Regions from separate parts of the Canis lupus genome. Here region 1 is linked to region 2. A link is a contact called in public Hi-C data. All regions are on one chromosome and are shown on one strand. Each heading gives the region's core, a stretch centred on a gene start, on an enhancer-like site or on the middle of the called end of the contact. The rest is flanking DNA. Distances are from core to core; before and after follow the strand shown. Region 1 holds the start of IL17B (interleukin-17B). Region 2 holds the start of CSNK1A1 (casein kinase I).

Region 1 (2,940 bases), core at 183-2,682, 140 kb after region 2:
TTAACAAGAACAGTGACAACAACAGCAGCTACCTTTAATTAAGCATTTGCTTTTGTCGGGCACTCTGCTAACTGCTTTAACATGCATGATCTCATTTGATCTTCACAACGTTCCAGCCAGGCCAAGTTATAATCTCTACTGTGCAGAAGAACCTGAGGCTCAGAGAAGTCAAGTGACTGTCCCGAGGTCACACAGCTGTGAACTGGTAGAGGCGGGATTAAAACTCAGATCTGTGGATCTCTAGAGTCTGAACTCTTACCCCTGGGCTATCCCCCACCCCCTCTACAGGTCCCTGTGGCTCGGGCCTCCCATTTTCCATTCCAGCATTAACACTCCATATCGCATACAGCTGGCTTGAGGCAATGCATCAAATACCTTGTGAATGCCTACTACGTGCCAGGAACACTGCTGGGTGCCGTGCTCATGCCCTGGGAGCTCTCAGATCCTCTTGAGGACTCTGGTTTGGGCTTGGGCTCAGTGACCTCCCCAGCACTCATGGTCCAGTTCGTTTGAGGATGTCATGGGGAGGCCGAGGCAAGCATTGGCCCTCCTCCGTGACCAGCTGGACACCCCCTGCCCTCTCCTGGCTGTGACTCTCCTCTCCTTCCCCTCACTGCAGGGGACAGCATGTACACTAATCAGACAACCTTGCTTTGAATCCTCTGTGACTTTGGGCTCCCTGAGCCTCAGTTTCCCCGTTCGTAGATGAGGGATAAAATTAGGACCTCACCACAGGGTGGCTGGGAAGATTTACTGAAACAGTGCTCACGAAGGACTTAGCACAGTGCCTGGCAGTCAGTAAATAGACATTAAGCAGTAGCTATTATTATTACTAATTGTTATTTCCTGAAATTTCTGATGTCCAGCAGACAAACGCCTGGGGCCCAGCACATGGTGGATGCTCCAAGCGAAGGAATCATTCACACAGCAGACAGAAGCCTGCACCCCATCCTTGCCCCCCCCCCCTTGGCAGCCTGTGCCATTGCTGCTCTGACATGGGAGGTGTCCCTGGAGCTGGACCCTGACAGTAGGGTCGCTCGGGAGGCCAGAGGGCAGGCACAGGACCCATGCCCCGTCACCTGGTCCCCTCAGTTTCAGCGCCAGGGCCCATTCCAGGGAAGGGGCGGGGATGGTTCCCTCTGGGCATGCGACACTCTTCAGGGTTGTCTGGCTTTCTGGTGGCGCCACCTGGTGGCGAGCACAGCGCCGCTTCAAGGCGGGCCCTGCCGCCGAGGGCTCTGGTGGCCCTGAGCAAGACCACCCCCTGCCTCCCCCTTCCCAGCCCCCCCGCCCGGGGCCTCCGTTATGAGTGCCCACCACTTCCCGTGAAAGAAGACCTAAGGACCCCAACTTTGCTGTGGGGCAGAAACACTGACGCCCACGTTCTTAGGCCTCTCTCTCAGACCTAGGTTGGTCCCACTGTAGTCGGACAAGCTTCACACTCAGGACATCCCTGAGGGCAGATGACCCTTCGGTGGTTTTCTCGAGACCTAGGCTGGAGGAAGGGACTGCCTTCCAGGCCTGAGATGGCCCAGGAATGGGAAACCCACTGATGGTCACTGGGGCCCTCCGTGACTCCCCAAGCACCTGCCTGGGTACCCCCACAGGTGTCCCCCTCCCTACTGGGAGGAGTCTGGGGCCCCAAGTCCCAGCCTGGCCCCAAGCTGTCGGTATACGCTGCGAGGGAAGAAGAGACTGAGGCGTGCTCTAACTAGCCTCTCCTGACTCCGGCACTGATACTGAGGCCCAGCCCCACCTGCCCCCTTCTCCTCCCGTGCTGGAGTGGAGGTGGGGTGCGGGAATGTGGAGAGTGGGTGAGGACTCCTGTAGCTCCCAGACCGGCTCCTGTGAGGCGCAGATTCCCGGGCCTGCGTTGTCAGAGCGCCGAGGCCAGGACCCCGGAGTCTACGTTGACAAGCACCGAGCTGGAAGCCCAGACAGCTAAGTCCTGACTTTGGGATACAGAAGCAAGGGTGCATGTGGCCAGCAGGTAGGAGAGTGTGGTGGTTGCGGGGGGCCTGAGAAGCAGAGGACCCCCCTGGCAGCCAGGTCCCTATCTTTTCATTTCCCTTTCCGTGGATGCCGGCCGGGGTGGGGGGTGGGGTCCCCCCAGCTGCATGCTGCTCCCGCCACCCGCCAGCAGCAGCAGAGGGGTAGCAAGGAGGCTGCCCCCATCCCTCACCCCGTCACACTAGCTCGGAGGACAGTGGGGTGGGGCCGGGGCGGCCTGGGATGGGAGTGGGGGCCCTTGCTGCCTGAGGAGGTATTTTCAGAGTCCCCCTCCCTCTGGAGTTTCCAGTGATAGAATAGAGTCCTGTCTAGTATTTGACCAAATATGGTGGTATCTCTCGATGAGCTCCAGCCTCAGCCAGTTTCTCAGTTATGCTGTGGAAACCTGCCCCGGACAGATTAATCTTGTGACATTCGGCAGCGCGTCGCACTCTGTTCTCCCCCTCGGCCTATTCCTGTAAATGGCCAGGAGTGGCCCTGAGCGCCACGGTGCAGTCCTAGATGTTTGTTCATTCACCGTGTCCCTCCCTGTCCTCTGCACGCTCTCTCCTACCCTCCTCCGCTGCCCTGGGCGGACTGGCTCCCTCAAAGCAGGCTGGACTGTTCGGTTCGCTTGAGCGGAGAGACCTGGACCCTCGGGGCTGGCCAGTTCAGCGTGGGATTTCAGGACCCGTAGCCCCTGGGGTCACCCCAGCTCACCACACTGTGGCCGGAGCCTGTGAAGCCCGGAGCTCTCTCGGGGGGGCCCGAGGGGCAAGGAGGGAGAGTTGGCTGAGCGACGAGAACCACGCTGGCTCTCATGCTAATTAGAATAGCTAATGTTTGTAATAACAATTATGTGATTATTTCATCATAATCATTTTCGTCATAAACAGCTAAGTGTTTATTGAGCACTTACTACCCGCCAGGGACTGGGCCAGCTGTTTAACG
Region 2 (2,728 bases), core at 158-2,657:
CCTGGGGTCCTGGGGTCGCGTCCCACATCCGGCTCCCTGTCGGGTGCACCTGCTTCTCCCTCTGCCTGGGTCTCTCTCTGCCTTTCTCCGTGTCTCTCATGAATGAATAAATAAAATCTTAAAAAAAAAAAAAAACCCCGCTTCATTCTAAAGCTTAGGGGATCTGTTTTCACATTCAACACATTTGGATTAGAGCTTTATGAATACAAGTATTTAAATCGGAATTAGAATAAAACGCAAGAATTTTAGGGAAGGTAACTGTCAGGATGCAAGTCGTCACTAATTATTGGATCAGCTCTCCAGGCTGCAGTTGTCTATATTTTTCTCCCATTTCCGTTTGAATGAATTCATTTTGAGAGATTCCGGTTGCATTTTTACAACTGAGGTTTGATTCATTCATCGGGGGTTCATTCCTATTGCAGGTGAACGCTTTTACCAGGCCGTTTTCTCAGGTCAAATTTTGTAAACCAAAATGCGGCCAAGATTTGATTTTTTAATCAATCTTCAGTTAAAAGAAGAATTACTGTGTAAAGGCCAACAATAACATGAACATTGACTGTCTTAAACGTTATCAATCATATTTTGCAATAGTTATTTCCACCTTATGTCTTTTCTTTTTGGATCGACACCGCAGTTTTCGGTATGACCGAGGTAGGACTATGGAGCTTTCGAGGCGAGGGGGGTGGGAATAACTTCTTTGTGCGGTTTCTTTTCTTTTTTTTTTTTTTCCAGAGTTGTAAATTTTATTCTCTGTTGACTCATCGGCCTCTCAAATTATGAATCAGGTGTTGGTTCTTTCCCAACCGGGGACCGAGTGTATCCGTGGAACAACAGCACAGAGAGGTAAGATAATTCCTGCTTTCCCGCTCCCCCCCCCCGTAAAACGAGATTCCCCGGCACTCCATACAGCGCGGGCTCCTAATTCCTAGAGGCCAACCGGCTAGAGCCTCTGCTACTCTCGGGAGCCGCGGCCAGAGCCAGGCCGGTGAGGGGTGAGGGGTGAGGGCGGCCTTCCTCTCCCAGGCCACCAGAGGCCAGAGCCGCCCGCAAAACAGAAGTGGGCGGGACCAGGCCGGCCTGAAAGATCAAAGGTTAAAAAAGAGAATCAAACAAAGAGCAAATGTCAAAACCCAACTCCCAAGGAAGGCAGGAGTTCCCATCTTCCACGAAAAATGAAGGCGACTCCTCCCTAACACGCTCTCGAGGCCCAGGGCCGCGCGCCGACTCCCGCAGACCCGGAGGGCCCAGACGCGACTAACAGGTAGCAGGACCGGAAGTGGAAGTGAGCCCCGGGCGGCGGGGGGGCGGGAGGGGGGGAAAGCCACCGCACGCCTGCGCAATCAGCAGGGCTGCAGGACGCATGCGTGGCTGGGCGGTGACGGGGTGACGCTCGGAGCGTGGGCCGCGACTCTCACGGATCCGGTTCCGCCCTCCCTCTCGCTGTCGACCCTCCGGGGCTAGCGCCCGAGATCCCTTTCCCAGCGTGCTCTGCGCCGTGAAGAAGCGGCTCCCGGGGACTGGGGGCATTTTGTGTTGGCTGGAGCCGGAGTAACAAGATGGCGGCGTCGGCGGAGTGACAGGGGTCCCTCCGGGCGGGAGCCGGCGGCGCTGGTGGCAGCGGTATCGCCGCCCTACACCACCGCGCCCCTTTTCCAGCCCGCGACGTCGCCGTGAAAGCGAGCCAGCGGCGGCCGCCCAGAAGCCAGTGGCCCAGTCTGGTAACCGCGAGGACCCCCTTAACAAGCCGCGGCCCCTGACTGAGCGGCGGCGATCAGGTTCCCCTCGGCCGGTTCCGGGCCCCGTAACGCCTTGAAAGAGCCCACGTTGTCCGTTTCCTGCCGCCCTCCGCCGCAGCCTCGTTCCGCGGACGAGCCCCAGAGGCCTCCGTGCTCCCCTCAGAGGTGTCGGGGCTCGGCCCCAGGCTCCATCTTCGTCTCTCAGGATGGCGAGCAGCAGCGGCTCCAAGGCCGAATTCATTGTCGGAGGGAAATACAAACTGGTACGGAAGATCGGGTCTGGCTCCTTCGGGGACATTTACCTGGCGATCAACATTACCAACGGCGAGGTAATCACCCGGGGTGGGGTTCACGGCCACGCCGCGCCAGGCCTCCCCCGCGCCGGCCCCCGTAGCGCCCGGGCCTTTGCCCACCACACACGCACCTCCTGGGGAGGGGAGCCCGGGAGAGGGAGCCAGCCTTCCTGGCTTAGGAGCCTCCCCCGCTCCCTCTCCCTAAAAGGCAAGGAACCCGGTAGGAAGCGCGGGGAGAACCTGTGAAGTTTCCCAGCTTGTTAAAAACGTTCTTTAATCGAACTTTTTTAAGCCGTCGTGTAAAGCGAAAACGGCGACGTCGTATTTCTCTGATGCCCATGTCCGGTCCCCCCGCCCCCCCTTCTCCCCCCAATGGATTTATTATGTCGGGGGTTCTTGCTTTCCATCGTCAGTTTCCTTCTAAACCTCTCATTACGTTTTCTGGATGAATCATTTTCTGCACCTTCGAGGACGTGCCGATTTCGTCACGACCCCCTGAAGAGTCCTTTGAGGCCGGTTGCCTCGTTTTATAATCACAAAGGGAGCTTTCTCTTGTGAGGCTCTCGCTTCACCTTCTAGTCTCGAGTGGGAGCTTGGCTCGATGTCTCCCCCTCCTCTCCCAAGTGACATTGAATCCTCAGGGATGTTGATGCCATCCTCCCCTCTCTCCCCTGCAGGAAGTGGCAGTGAAGCTAGAAT

What was found. A called contact is a pair of places that touch in the nucleus more often than the background predicts.
Region 1: a contact with region 2 is called in a Hi-C map of blood, with 4 times the contacts expected there. The contact joins the promoter of IL17B here to the promoter of CSNK1A1 in region 2. A contact is called at or near these places in 5 of 9 Hi-C or Micro-C datasets (amygdala, blood and skin fibroblasts).

What each region holds. Positions count from the first base shown.
Region 1 is chr4:60,489,044-60,491,983 of UU_Cfam_GSD_1.0, forward strand. IL17B (interleukin-17B) reads left to right here and starts at 1,433. Exons shown (of 4, transcript XM_038535067.1): 1 at 1,433-1,990. All of the region lies in intron 1 of LOC111095596 (a long non-coding RNA gene), which reads right to left.
Region 2 is chr4:60,348,314-60,351,041 of UU_Cfam_GSD_1.0, forward strand. It overlaps CSNK1A1 (casein kinase I), which reads left to right and starts at 1,408. Exons shown (of 13, transcript XR_005358451.1): 1 at 1,408-2,065; 2 at 2,707-2,728. It overlaps LOC111095594 (a long non-coding RNA gene), which reads right to left and starts at 1,277. Exons shown (of 2, transcript XR_005357633.1): 1 at 602-1,277.